Regions from separate parts of the Mus musculus genome. Here regions 1 and 3 are each linked to region 2. A link is a contact called in public ChIA-PET and HiChIP or PLAC-seq data. All regions are on one chromosome and are shown on one strand. The core of a region is the stretch at or near the end of the contact, and the rest is flanking DNA. Distances in the headings are between cores, read along the strand shown. Region 1 has its middle 77 kb from the start of Tram1. Region 2 overlaps Ncoa2 (nuclear receptor coactivator 2). Region 3 has its middle 31 kb from the start of Tram1.

What was found. ChIA-PET counts read pairs in DNA pulled down with a chosen protein or histone mark. HiChIP or PLAC-seq counts read pairs in DNA pulled down with a chosen protein or histone mark.
Region 1: a contact with region 2 is called in an H3K4me3 HiChIP or PLAC-seq map of bone marrow-derived macrophages, with 5 times the contacts expected there. The contact joins two enhancer-like sites. A contact is called at or near these places in 1 of 15 datasets of contacts at CTCF or cohesin (large pre-B cells), 6 of 484 Hi-C or Micro-C datasets (the G1E-ER4 cell line, the HPC-7 cell line, Th1 cells and 2 more) and 3 of 115 datasets of contacts at active chromatin or transcription factors (bone marrow-derived macrophages, embryonic stem cells and memory CD8 T cells).
Region 3: a contact with region 2 is called in an RNA polymerase II ChIA-PET map of memory CD8 T cells, with 17 read pairs. The contact joins two enhancer-like sites. A contact is called at or near these places in 1 of 484 Hi-C or Micro-C datasets (embryonic stem cells) and 1 of 115 datasets of contacts at active chromatin or transcription factors (memory CD8 T cells).

Annotation. Positions count from the first base shown.
Region 1 is chr1:13,510,709-13,515,266 of GRCm38.p6, forward strand. No RefSeq gene overlaps it. Among named protein-coding and RNA genes, the nearest start is that of Tram1, 77 kb to the right of the region's middle. Within about 2 kb of position 3,308, at least 89 of the 459 cell types and tissues checked have an H3K27ac peak or open chromatin away from gene starts, as enhancers often do. A contact at or near this core is called in bone marrow-derived macrophages and memory CD8 T cells, where this site is marked.
Region 2 is chr1:13,229,748-13,234,861 of GRCm38.p6, forward strand. The region is part of intron 2 of Ncoa2 (nuclear receptor coactivator 2); the gene reads right to left. Among named protein-coding and RNA genes, the nearest start is that of Gm23169, 100 kb to the right of the region's middle. Within about 2 kb of position 1,909, at least 21 of the 459 cell types and tissues checked have an H3K27ac peak or open chromatin away from gene starts, as enhancers often do. A contact at or near this core is called in bone marrow-derived macrophages and memory CD8 T cells, where this site is marked.
Region 3 is chr1:13,557,148-13,561,617 of GRCm38.p6, forward strand. No RefSeq gene overlaps it. Among named protein-coding and RNA genes, the nearest start is that of Tram1, 31 kb to the right of the region's middle. Within about 2 kb of position 2,359, at least 59 of the 459 cell types and tissues checked have an H3K27ac peak or open chromatin away from gene starts, as enhancers often do. A contact at or near this core is called in memory CD8 T cells, where this site is marked.

The DNA.
Region 1 (4,558 bases), core at 2,058-4,557, 280 kb after region 2:
TTGGAGCTTTGTTTTGGGTTATTGGCATTGAAAGACCTCCAAAGGGAGACTCTCACTCAAGTCTTGGGATAATAGTGAACCCCCAAGAACTCACGAGAGACCAAACTTGAGGCTTTATTCGGGGGAAAGCCAGAGCTCTGGGATGACTCGTATCCCACACAGGGGTAGAGGAGGCGACCCAGAGGGGAAAGGGGTCCCAGTTTTTATAGGCCCTCATGGGGGAGAGGAGAAGGGGAGAGTAGGGGATTTCCAGATCTAAACAATGTAAAATGATTGATTTATCAAGAAATGGGTATGGGCGGGAAATGAGGATGGAGTCTAATGCAGGTGCAGTAACTCCAGATTGGCCCCAGCTGTGGTTGCTGGGGAGATTTTCCAACTCTGTCCCAGCAACCAATATCACAAACACCTGGCAGTGAGGTGCAGCAGTGGGCACACACCTGAGTTCAAGGAACAGTCAGAACATTGGCAGACACACGGGTTCGAGGAGCTGCCAGAGCATTGTGCACCTCTATTTTTCTAAATCAGTGAAGCTACTTCTACTAACAATGAAATCTATTTTGCCAATTTCAGGGTTTCTGTGACCTTTTACATTCTGTCAGGATCTTTCATTCCCCATTTCTTCTAGTTACTAGTTCTAATCTTAGAATTAAACTGCAATCTCTTCTTCAAGGTTCTGCAGAGACTAGTATTGTCTTAGTACTAACAGCTGGATGGCACTAATCCTTTCTCTAAGAAAGGTCACCAATTTATTAAGAATTAGTGGGCCACACATCAGCAGTAAGAGCAAAATTATTAGAGGGCCTATCAGAGTAGAAATGAGGGCGGTTAACCAAGGGGATTTATTTTTCAGGAGCGTGCTTTATGTGAGAGGCATGAATCTAAGCAGAGATGTCTTCTACTTTGACAGCAGTGGGGGTGGTCAGCAGCATGATGTAAGGGCCTTTCTAACGAGGTTCTAGATTCCCAGCTTGTTATCATTGGATGAGAACTGCATCTCCCACCTGGAACTGGTGTGGTACTAGTAAATCTCCTGGTTCGTAGGTCTCTTTGAGCTGCTCCCAGGCAGTGTTTCTGACCACTTTTAGGGCTTTCATGCATGTAAACAATGTAGGACCAGGGTTAAAATCTAGAGGATCTAACACTCTCCCCACTTCAGTGAGCAGGGGGAGCCCCCCCTCCCCCGTACAGGATTTCATATGGAGTGAGCTTAAATTTTCCCAGTGTGTTCCTGATGTTGAATAAGGCAAAGGGAATGAGGGCTATCCAGTCATTCCCGCCGGTCTCTAAGGTCAATTTAGTCAAGGTCTCTTTTAGAGTTTTATTTATCTTTTCTACCTATCCTGAACTCTGGGGTCTATAAACACAATGTAAAATTCAATTAATCCCCAATTGGATGTCCAGTCCCTGACTTACCTGGGTAACAAAGGCGGGTCTGTTGTCAGACCCTATTACCTTAGGTATTCCGTGGAAAAATTTCTTCTAGGATCTTTTTAACCACAACATTGGCAGTTTCTTTTTTCGTTGGGTAGGTATCTACCTATCTTGAAAAGGTATCTATCAAAACTGCTATCAGTATAGACGTTGATGGGCTGCCCCTCAATCATCCGAAGGGCCTTCCCAGTTTCTTTAGCAAGGATGTCCGCGCAGCAGTAAATGGGCAAGGAGTCATCCATTTCAGGCAGGATTGAGGATAGCAAGAGGAGCAAACATGACCCGTTCAGTCAGCAACAAACTCTGGTAGTGGGTCATCCAGGCGTTTGTCATCTATTGGTCTGGGGGCTGGTGGATAATGCTTTCAAGAGAGTGGGGAGCTACCACAGTTATTTGCTGTCCCAAAGTTAATTTGTCAGCATCTTTAATGAGTAAGGCTACTGCAGCAACAGTCTTTAAACATGTGGGCCATCTGCTGGCCACTGGGTCCAGCTTCTTAGACAAATATATTACGGGCCTCTTCCATGGCCCTAGAACCTGAGTAAGAACTCTGGCCACCCCTGCCCTCTCATCAACATAGAGGATGAAGGGTTTGGTTAGATCTGGCGATGCCAAGGCTGGCACAGTCAGCAGGGCCTCCTTAATATTTGCAAAGGCTTTCTGATGTTCTGATGTTCATCTGAATTCTCTTCTTTCTTTGGTCTGGGGGTACAAGGGGGCAGCCAGTGTTGTAAACCCAGGTATCCAAAGTCTGCAGAACCCAGCAGAGCCCAAGAATTTTCTCACCTGAATTTTCTCGATTCTTGGAGTAGCTGGTGCTGGTATTAGAATCACAGTCCTTTTTCTTTGCAATAGGCACATTGGTCCTTTTCGAAAGTCTTCTGAACAGGTTTTCTTTTTCCATGTCTAGGTTCCCTGTTGCCCAGGTACCCTGTCTGTCTATTCTCTGGCCTCTTCTTTCTTTTATGTTCTCCTACTACTGCGGCCAAAATCCTGCTTAAATTCCTCTCCTGTCTTCTATCCCTCTTATTCTCTCTCTCTCTTCTTCTTCACGCTTTTCCCTCTCTTTCTTCTCTTCCTCTGTCTCTCTCTTGTGATACACCTTTTCTGCCTCCTTGACTAAATCTTGTAAAGCCATGGCATGTAATTCTTCTAGTCTTTGTAACTTTCTCTTAATATCTGATGCTGATTGCCCTATAAAAGCCATAGCAACTGCAGCTTGTTGACCCTCAGAGGTTGGGTCAAAAAGAGTATAGCATCTATAAGCTTTCATCAATCTTTTCAGAAAAACAGACAGGGGCTTGGTAGGGCCCTGCATCACCTCTCTTACCTTAGCCAAATTGGTGGGGTGTCTTGTCACTCCCTTTAGACTAGAGCCTGGCGGTAAACTGCCAACCTCTCCTTACTTTGAGCCATGTTGTAGTTCCAATCTGGCCGGTCTAGAGGGAACCCAGTGTTAATCTCATTAGGTAGGTTGGTTGGGACTCGATTCACTCTGGGAACATTTTTTTGAGCCTCCAGGAGAATGCGCTCTTTTTCTTCAGCGGTAAACAGAACCTGGAGGAGCTGCTGACAATCATCTCAAGTTGGTTGATGAGAAAACATAAGAGACTTTACCAGCCCCCTCAGGCTGGCCAGATTCTCGGAAAGGAGGCATGGTTATCTTTCTAATTATACAGATCTGCAGAGATTTCATGTCCGCAGGCAGGTCACCCACAGCTTGCAAAGGAAAAGCAGAAGTGGTGTCAAGAGCGCATGTGCTGGGGGACTCTGGGCTCATCGACTCCGGGTCCTGGCTGCCAGTGGGAGTAGAAGATAGGGTGGAGGGGGAGGAGATTGTGGCTACTCAGGAGGCTCCTCTTGAGGGGAGCTGTGGGTTGAAGGGGAAGCTCGGTTTTGGGCAGAACCTTTGGTTTCACTTTTGTTCGGGCTCAGGGCTGCTCACTTGCTCGCCCGGGGAGCGGCCTTCTCACCACTGGGCCAGAAAGCGTGCTGGTCCAGGCAGGGTCCACACTGCCGCTGCTGCTGTGCTCACTGCTTCTTAGGGCAGAAAGTGAGGGTGCTGTGTTGACCCACCTGCGCGCACAGGAGCAGCAGGGGGCGGGGGGGAGAAGGGCTCCGAGATGCATGAGGGGGGGCAGTAAATTCTGGATAAGGTAAGGCTGTTGATCCGAGTAGGACCCAGGTCCGCTCTGAAAAACAATGGCTTTAACTTCAAAGATAAGAGTCAAATCAAAAGTCCCCTCCAGTGGCCATTTTATGCCACTCGGAGGCCCAAAAAGTCTGCCAAGATCCGTTCTTAATTTCTACTGATCTATTATGGGCCCTTGATCTAACTTCAGTCCAGTGGTCTAAAGTCAAACTTAGGGTGGGTCGTTACAGTCTGTCCTATCATCCAATATCACAGAAAACATGAAACAGACACAAAAAACACACACACACTGACAAATGCCTGAAAACAGACAAAAAACAAACACACACTGACAAATGCCCATCTTCTAACGGACAGACAAAACCAACTCAGAAATGCAAAAGGTTGGGAAAATGCGTAAATCCTCCAATCTAGAAAGACTACTGACTCTTCACTCCCTGCCCCAGACGAAGTCCTTCCCCTCCCTCGGGGCAACCCCCAGAGCAGCACAGCCAGTGATTCTAGCACGTCTGCTGTTCACACTCCGTGCCTCACCCTGAGGCGCTGGTCTCTGGTCTCCATTTCTCACAAAATGTTGCGGCTGCAAATTTCAGCACTGAACCTTGCCAGCTCACAGAAATATTTTTAGACAAAAAAAAAATCTCATCTCCAAGTGGGTCTTCGGAGACGTGGGTGGTCGCGCCAATCCCGGATGAGCCCCCAATGAAAGACCTCCGAAGGGAGACCCTCACTCAAGTCTCAGGATAATAGCGAACCCCCCAAGAACTCACAAGAGACCAAACTTGATGCAAACTACATGAGGCTTTATTCTGGGAAAGCCAGAGCTCTGGGATGACTCGTATCCCACACAGGGGTAGAGGAGTTGACCCAGAGGAGAAAGGGGTCCCAGTTTTTATAGGCCCTCAGGGGGGTGGGAAAGGAGAAGGGAGAGTAGAGGATTTCCAAATCTAAACAATGTAAAATGATTGATTT
Region 2 (5,114 bases), core at 659-3,158:
AATGGGGTATTACTTTCCTGCAAGGAGTATTAAATTTTTATTAGAACACAGGAATCCTTTTAACTTCATCTTAAACAACACTATGGCTCCCACAGTTACCTACATGTTCAGACTCACAAACTGCACACCAGTACATGCACTGTCCACACTGACAGTTGTTAGCTTGCAAACGTTTACAAGAGTCACTTCTAAGGAAAGCATGATGAAAGACATCTTATTTGGAAGCAGAGTCTCAGTTTAATCTGACTCCTTTACAGTACCATATTGTATATTTGACTTTATAAAGAAACAGCAGGTCAGGCACACAACAACCTCATTAGAAAATGAGTTCAAGGGGGCTGGCGAGATGGCTCAGCGGTTATGAGCAGTGACTGCTCTTTCAAAAGTCCTGAGTTCAATTCCCAGCAACCACATGGTGGCCCACAACCACCCATAATGAGATCTGACGCCCTCTTCTGGTGCATCTGAAGTCAGCTACAGTGTGCCTATGTATAATAATAAATAAAAATCTTAAAAAAAGAAAAGAAAATGAGTTTGAGGCCAGCCTGGTCTACAGAGTGAGTTCCAGGACAGCCAGGGCTACACAGAGAAACCCTGTCTCAGGGAAAAAAGAAAAAAAGAAAAAAGAAAAAAAAGAAAATGACTTCAATACTACAACAGCAGCAGTTGCCAGGACTAAAGAAAACAACACACCCTACAACTACTCTCCAAGGAGATGGCGTCGGCAACTACCTTCTGCGTTCCAGATCCTCTTCTACGCAAGAGTAAGAAGACTGTATAAACAAATGTTTAAGCTAAAAATTCTTCCTCCCCAAAATGCTTTGCTCTTAGATTTACTTTTGTATAATGGCCTTAAAGTGGTCTATTAGACAGTTACTAAAAGACATATTGTATTTTCTGTCTGAAAGCCAATAATACTCATGAATTTTTTAGTGAAAGACACTTCAAGATGCCATTGGGAAGACAGTAATAAACACATTAAACAGAAGCGGGTGGTGGCTCTTTAATGTGCACTGCTATAATCAAATGAATGTCTTGACTCATAGTCACTGGTGACACAAATATTACATTGTGACATTTTCATGTCTACATCTTCCTTAAAGTGGGAGAAAGAAATTCCCCCCAAGCCCCAAATGCCTCACTGGCAAAATTCATTGCAGAATATGTAAGTGGTGTGGGGGTGGGGTAGGGTTGGGGTATATCAGTGTGACATCACTGGCTAGAGCCAGTTTCTGTTTTCTGCGTCCTCTCAGGCTAAATTCCTCAGTGCAGGCACTCACGGGGCTCTTTGAATCTAGACAGAAATAGCAAGACAATTTTTAATAAGGCATCAGATGAGAAAACACAGAAAGAGCACCACTCCTTGCACCCCATAAGCCATTTTCTCCGCACTGCAAGTGAGGTGCCTGCTTCCAGCTAACATTTTAAAATCCAATTTGCTTAAGTATAAATGTAAAGAAATCAGCAAACCAAGAGCAGAGGAAGAAGATTTATGTTAGACTTTCATAACTTGTCAAAGGTAAATTCAATGATCTTTCTTTACTGTTACTTATAATTTCTTTCTGAGACTTAACAGCCTTCCCAGTTGATGTGAGAAAATGACTAAGATGTCAAAGGCCTTCAGCCTGAGGCAATCAGCTTTGTTCCTGACCTCCATGGCGCTCTCTCTCACCCTACAGCATCTTCTTTCCTTGGGGCTTTTTGGTTAGCACTCACTCAGGAGGAGGAGGTTGCACACAGACACTTTGCACACCTCACTCTGCCTGATGTCTTGAGATGGACACATATACACCCTGTTGGTTATCTAACTTCTCTAACCTGCTTGCAAAGCAACTTCAGTCTCACAGATACCAAAGGACAGGCTGGACTCAAACTCAGGTGTGACTCAGTAACTGACACTGGCTGAGTGCCTCATACAGTGATATACGTGCCCTTCACCCGTCCTGTGTGAGCTCACCACCACTGCACACAGGAAGAGAACAAGGCACCAAGAGAACAGTTCTGAAACATGAACAAGGCACATAAGACATTTTAGAACTCAAAAGTTAATCCTGCCAGGAATGGCAATGGCACTCACCTTCAAACCCAGCACTCAAATGCAGAGGTAGGAGGGACCCAATTGTCCCTCAATTTTAATTTTAACTGTAATGTGGGCACTAAAGTGATCTGTTCAGGACATAATGATCACTGAAAAGACCAATTTATAAACTTGAATGTGTTATAGAAATTATTTTCTTAATCTAACTTATTAAAGGCTTACTTCATCATTTGATAGAATCTTTCTTTTTTTCATTGTGTAATAAACACACATCCTTCAGAACTATCCAGTGGGTCAATACATAAGACTCCATTACTGTTGTAGACCGCAGAGTTTAAAGAAAGGAAGTTGCTAGGCACTTTCTCAGGCACACCAAGATGTCTCAGTTTCACTCTAAACAGAAAACTTTCCTTGTAAAATCAGAAATAGTAATTGGCTGATTAAGAACACTAAAGTTGTGAAAGATAATTATAGAAAATGATGCCTGTAACTTTAAGCATTTCATCATAAGTACATAAGCATGAATATCCATCTTTACTGCTCTCTCAGCACTTCCTGGTGTAAACCAGACCTGCAGTGAAGGGGCTATGATTTCCCATTTTTATTTATTTAAAAAGACTTAAGGTTTTTTCTTTTTGGGGGACAGGGGTGTACTGCCTCCTGAATACTGAATACTGACTGGCCTTCACCTCAGGTCCCTGCACTTCAGGCTCCATAGCACTGACTGCAGGCATGCATCTTTACACAGCCCTACTAAGCCCTTAAGAGTGCTTCTTCACTGTTTACCTAAAAGAACATCACTCCCCCAGCTACTATAGATGTCTTACATGTCCCCGTTTAACAGGAAATTGTCCACATGACGTATCTTATTATTTCTAACAAATACATGTTTTCAAATTCAAATTTCAAGATCAATATGCAATTATAGTAACAAGTACAACTGGAATAAACTGGTTGGAAAACAAGAATCTGGCTTTACAAGAATCTGGCTTTTTGGTTGGTCTAAGACACCATCACTGGGTTCAGAAGAGTGAGGTGTCCTGAAGTAGCCACCAACTCAGAGGTGGCTGGGATTCACAGCAGGGACTACAGATGGAGGTAGGGGTACCTGCTCTGTTAGTACAACATAGGTCAATACATTAGAGTTTACACAGGGGTGCTCTATAACATCACTGAAATGACTGTATTCTAGGTATGAGAGAAAGGATAAGAGATCAAGGTGAGGAGGGAGGAGGGAGCAGAAAGCAGAGATGGGGTGTGAGTAGATGGGGGGGATTCAGCCTGTCCTAATGGAGAACATGCCACAGGCACCCGTTCTAGCACACCAGTAAACTGTTAAATCTTGCACAATGCTGTGGGTTAGAGCACACACACACACACACACACACACACACACACACACACACACAAAACTGCATATGCTCACCACTAACCTTGAAAACTTTCATGCTAAGCAATTAAAATGCATATGCACACGTCTAATTTTACATTTGTTCCTTTTTCTTAATATTAAGAAAATTAGTAAAATTAAGAATATTAAGCCACAGGCTGGAGAGATTGCACAGAAGTTAAGAGCACTGACTGCTCTTCCAGAGGTCATGAGATCAGTTCCCAGCAACCACATGGTGGCTCACAACCATCTGTAATGAGATCTGATACCCTCCCTTCTGGTGTGCCTGAAGACAGCTACAGTGTACTCATTAAATAAATAAATCTTAAAAAAAAAAGAATATTAGGCCACTAAGTTTTATCTGTATGAGCATTTTAAAAATGTTTAAATTTGTTTTCTTTGGTTTTGAGACAGAATTTCTCTGTGTAGCCCTGGCTGTTGTGGAACTCACTCTGTAGACCAGGCTGGCCTCAAACACAGAGATCTGCCTGGCTCTGCTTCTTGAATGCTTCAATTAAAGGCATGTGCCACCACGGCACCACCATGCAAATAAAGAATAACTTTTAATGGCTCTATAATTTCTCATACGAGTAAACCATAAATATTTAACCAGTTCCTATTTTCCAGTTTCTTTGTTTCGAGTTAACAGCATAGTGAATTCCTTCTATGTAACTCAATCCACTTCTGCCTGTCTCCTTTAAACCTGTGAGGACTAGAGCACACAGACTGTGCATGCTATACATATATGTGTGGCCCTGCCAGACTGTCTTCCAAGCCAGCTGCATCCCCTGACAGCAAGCACTCTTGCAGGACCTCCTGCCTCACAGCCAACACTGAGAGCAACACTGAGCTCTAGAAAGGCTTTGCTCATTTGAAAATTAAAGCACAGTTCAGCTTTACAGTTTAGACTGGTCAGCAGAAACCAGGTGTCTCTGCATTCCCTACAAGATTTCTGGCCGCACTGTAGGAATACTGTAGATGCAGAAGTATGCTTCACATCCATGTGCTATTGTAGAGATGAGAGCAAAATGGGAGTCTGGAGTTGGAGAGCCGGTCCCAATAAGCAGCACTTGTTGCTCCTGTAGAGGACCCAGGCTGGGTTCTCAGCACCCACAAAGTGACTGAGAGAATCTTAATCCAGCTACAGAGGACCTGAAGTCCTCTTCTGGCCCTCAACACCAGGCATGTGCATGCTATACACATGTACAGTGAACACATAAAAAATAAAAACAGGTGGATTCCTAGAGGTCCTCAAACTTGGACAGCAAAGGAATCAGCAGAGGAGTCTGCAGACAGCACTGCCTTTTCTGGCTCCACTCCAGACTGTGGGTGATGACCTGGGATCACAAAGACCTAACAATGTCTACAACTACTGGGCAAGAAGACGACAGGAGCGAAGCCAGTGTGATAATATGCTGTGTCAATCAACTACTGGTTCTTTTTGGCTCTCTGACAGGCTACCTCTTCCTTGTAGTGCAGTCCTCTAGAAGTTGCTGGATTCTCACATACAGAGAGTATGCAGAAGAGCTGGAAGCCACTATCCAACTAGAGGTGCACTGCTTAAAAACCCAGCTCCTGTGGAACATGCTCTCCACCCACAACCATAATTAGGTTTTTTTGTTTGTTTTGTTTTGTTTTTTTGTCAACTTAAGTTAGAGCTATCAGAGGAGAAGAGGGAACCTCAAC
Region 3 (4,470 bases), core at 1,109-3,608, 330 kb after region 2:
GTGTCCAAGTGTCCTTCTCTCCAGGCAAAACGACACGAGAGCAGGTCAGGGTTGCTCTGGGTAAAAGCCTGTGAGCCTAAGAGCTAATCCTGTACATGGCTCCTTTACCTGCACACTGGGGATTTGACCTCTATCTCCACTCTCATTAATATGGGTGGCCTATTGCTCTTATTAAAAGGAAAGGGGGAGATGTTGGGAGCCGCCCCCACATTCGCCGTCACAAGATGGCGCTGACATCCTGTGTTCTAAGTGGTAAACAAATAATCTGCGCATGTGCCAAGAGTAATTTTCCACTACATGTACTCTGCCTTTACTCGGCCATGGGCTGCAGCCAATCAGGGAGTGATGCGTCCTAGGCAAAGAATAATTCTCCTTAAAAGGGGACAGGGTTTCCGCCATTCTCTCTCTTGCTCTGCGCCCTGGCGCTCTGGCGCGCTGGCGCTCTGGCTCCTAAAGATGTAAGCGGGGGGCTTTCGTTTTTGGGCTTGGGGGCTTGCGCTCCTGCTCCTGAAGATGTAAGCAATAAAGTTTTGCCGCAGAAGATTCTGGTTTGTTGTGTTCTTCCTGGCCGGTCGTGAGAACGTGTTTAAGAATTGACGGTGTCTTTTGCCTTGCAGAAACTTTGGAGTTTCATTAGGTCCCATTTGTCAATTCTCGATCTTACAGCACAAGCCATTGCTGTTCTGTTCAGGAATTTTTCCCCTGTGCCCATATCTTCAAGGCTTTTCCCCACTTTCTCCTCTATAAGTTTCAGTGTCTCTGGTTTTATGTGAAGTTCTTTGATCCATTTAGATTTGACCTTAGTACAAGGAGATAAGTATGGATCGATTCGCATTCTTCTACATGATAACAACCAGTTGTGCCAGCACCAATTGTTGAAAATGCTGTCTTTCTTCCACTGGATGGTTTTAGCTCCCTTGTTGAAGATCAAGTGACCATAGGTGTGTGAGTTCATTTCTGGGTCTTCAATTCTATTCCATTGGTCTACTTGTCTGTCTCTATACCAGTACCATGCAGTTTTTACCACAATTGCTCTGTAGTAAAGCTTTAGGTCAGGCATGGTGATTCCACCAGAGGTTCTTTTATCCTTGAGAAGAGTTTTTGCTATCCTAGGTTTTTTGTTATTCCAGATGAATTTGCAAATTGCTCCTTCTAATTCGTTGAAGAATTGAGTTGGAATTTTGATGGGGATTGCATTGAATCTGTAGATTGCTTTTGGCAAGATAGCCATTTTTACAATGTTGATCCTGCCAATCCATGAGCATGGGAGATCTTTCCATCGTCTGAGATCTTCTTTAATTTCTTTCTTCAGAGACTTGAAGTTTTTATCATACAGATCTTTCACTTCCTTAGTTAGAGTCACGCCAAGGTATTTTATATGATTTGTGACTATTGTGAAGGGTGTTGTTTCCCTAATTTCTTTCTCAGCCTGTTTATCCTTTGTGTAGAGAAAGGCCATTGACTTGTTTGAGTTAATTTTATATCCAGCTACTTCACTGAAGCTGTTTATCAGGTTTAGGAGTTCTCTGGTGGAATTTTTAGGTGACCGGGGTTTCTTGATACCATTCCTGTACCATTTGCAGGACTGGTTGTGTGTGATGTGGTTCTTGGACTTGGCCGTGTCAGCACAGTAACTGAAGCTCCCGAAGCACCTGGGACCAGAAGAGAAAAAGCCTGTCTGTCTCTCTTACTCCTCTGTGGCTCCCAGTAAGATTCTAGGACCCAGCTGCTTTGGTCTTCTCAAGTCTCCATAAAATGGACTCTTGTGACAGTGGTGGCCTCTGGTTCCTTCCACAGGCTGTGCTCCTTCCTCTGGCTGTCTCCTTGGGCCTGGTCACATAAACTCCTTTTCCTTCAGAGTCTCTTGGGGCAGAGGTCCTTGTTCCTTGCATGTTGTAGCCCATTTTGACTGCTATAGGAAAGAACTCTTCTATTTTCCAATTTAGCTTTGCTGGATTCTTTTGTTAGGAGACTCAAAAGGGGGCTATGAAAGAATACAGACTCTCAGTTGTGATCTCTGAGCTCCACTTAGAGAAATCTAATTATACAAGGCTTTCTCAAGTGGCCCTGTAGCCTAGATTTTACCTCAGCATAGTTGCATATTGAAACCTGTGTACTCGGTGTCTGGGCACCTAGACTAACATTAATTTTTCCCCATGTTCTTTCATTTCTAGAATTTTAAGTCAAATTTATAGAGCCTTAAACAAAACCGTACTCAGCAAGGAAAATGAGCTTTGAAAGTGTAAAAAAAGGAAAAAAAAGAATCCATTGTTTGATTATATATTAGTTAGTTACGTGTCTCACTGTTTCAGTGAAATACTTGTCAAAGGAAACATTAGGAAGGAAGTGGATTCACAGCTGTGGGGTGTAACCCACAGTGGTGGAGAGAAGGTGTGGCCATAGGAGCTTGAGGCTGCAGGTCCCGTTGTATCCGTAGTCAAAAAACAGAGACATGAAAAAGATTCCGCTGTTCAGTTTCTGTTTTGTATTCAATTAGAGATCCCAGCCCATAGAACTAGTCCTGTGGTGTCCAGACTCACTTATGAGAACATACCTGGGTGCTTTACAATTAGGCTTTGGGGCCTTGCCTGGGAGAGTCCAAAGATCTTTCTTTACTGCCTGAGTCCTCACAGGAGAGACTTGCTGAGGGGTGGGCATGTTACGGGGTAGTGGGAGTGGGCATAGATTCCTTTACCAGGCTCAGCACTGCCTGGGCCTGCCGGCTAAGCTTCCTGCTGGACACCACCAAAGGTGGGAGGCTATGAATGTGTGGAGTTAGGAAGCCAGGCACCAGCTCTGTCTTGCCAATCCCTGCCAGCCTCCCTTGGTTTACTACATTTTCTGTTCCAAGTGGTTGTTCTAACTAATGCTTCCTTCCTCTGCATCTACCCGGCACCCTCACCCTGGGCTTCTTGGTTCACTCCTTTCTTAGAGGGCACCCCTCCCTCCCACCAGTCTTCTCTAGTATTTCCTTCTTCCCCTTCCCCACCCACTGTGAGCTGCCACCTCCCTATAGCATATAATTTGTGAAGTAGAACCTTGGGGAGGGCAGCAGTGTTACCAAATATGCCCTTCTTGAAAAGCCTGGCTTTTACCCCTTGCAAATCACCCAGCACTGCTGAGATTCCACATTTATAGAAGGTGGCTGGAAATGGTCCCTACATACTTCTAGGGTGCCAGTGAAACGTGTCAGGGAGGGGCATGATTGAGCACTTGAAAGATGGAGGCTCAGCACCTCTCAATAAATGTTAGTAATTTTTGTTTCACTTCACCCTGTTTAAGGATTTGCTGCTTTTGTGCTGTTATAACAGAATGTAATGTTGGGTAATTCATAATAAGCAGGAAGTTATTGTGTCCAGGGTCAAGAAGCCTTTAAGTGCAAGATCGAGCCCCCACCCCCCTGCCTAGTAAAAGCTTACCTGCTGTATCATCACAGGGCAGAGGTGGGCAAAGCTGGCAGTGGAGGACATGGAACACGTGGGTTTCCAGCAACACCAACGTCCATGAGGGTGCCCAACTCAGGAGACAAGCATCCAAACATCTTTATAAGCTGTCACGAAAAAACTTGCCATTGCTTAAAGGGAGTGTGTTTTAGAATCAACAACACACAGTATTCTTAATGTTGGATGAGTGTAGTTTCTACCCCACCTCCAAATTCATGCAGAGCCCAACCCCCCTGCCCCCCATCTCCACCTCATGATGGTGTTATGAGGTGGAGGATTTACAGATAACTTAGTCCCATGGATTCTGTGAATGGATTAGTCTCTGTGAAGAGGCCTAAGGAAGCTGCTTGCTCCTTTCACCAGGTTAACACCAGATCTGCCAGTGCCTTGATCCTGGGTTTCCCCACCTCCAAGGTGACAGAAGTAATTTCTTTTGCTTATAAGACGCCCAGTGTATGGCAGTTTGCGCTGTGAAGGGTATTTTAGGAATTCTCAGAATGGAGGCTGGCTTCCCTTACCAATGCCAGGAAAAATTGGAGACAGCCTGTCTGGATAAGAACTGACACTTGCTGAGCCACAAGGGAACAGGGGCATAGCAGGTTCGAACCCATTACAACTAAGTTTTTCTGAAGTGAGACTTAATATAAAATGTCCTATCCAGGTATCTGTCATCTGAGCCCTTGGGTTGCTGAGGCAAATGTATTGTAGTGTTAGAAGCTAGCATGGATCATATAGCAAGAGCCTTTCCTAAAAATATAAAAATAATTGCAAATGCAAACGCGAACTTGTTTTCTACACAACTGGAAACATTAAGGAGAAACTCGTCTCCATTGCTCTGAAATGCAAGGTCTGCTCCACCCTGGCCCCCACGCTGGCCACAGTGTCTGTCACTAGTGTGCAGACATTGGGCAGAATGCTGGACTTCTAGCTGGCCTCAAGTGTGAAGCAAGCAGGATTTCAGATGAAGCACAGATCCTGCATAAGAAACAGCCGAAGGAATCAATCTAAAACACCACAGGCTGCAAGC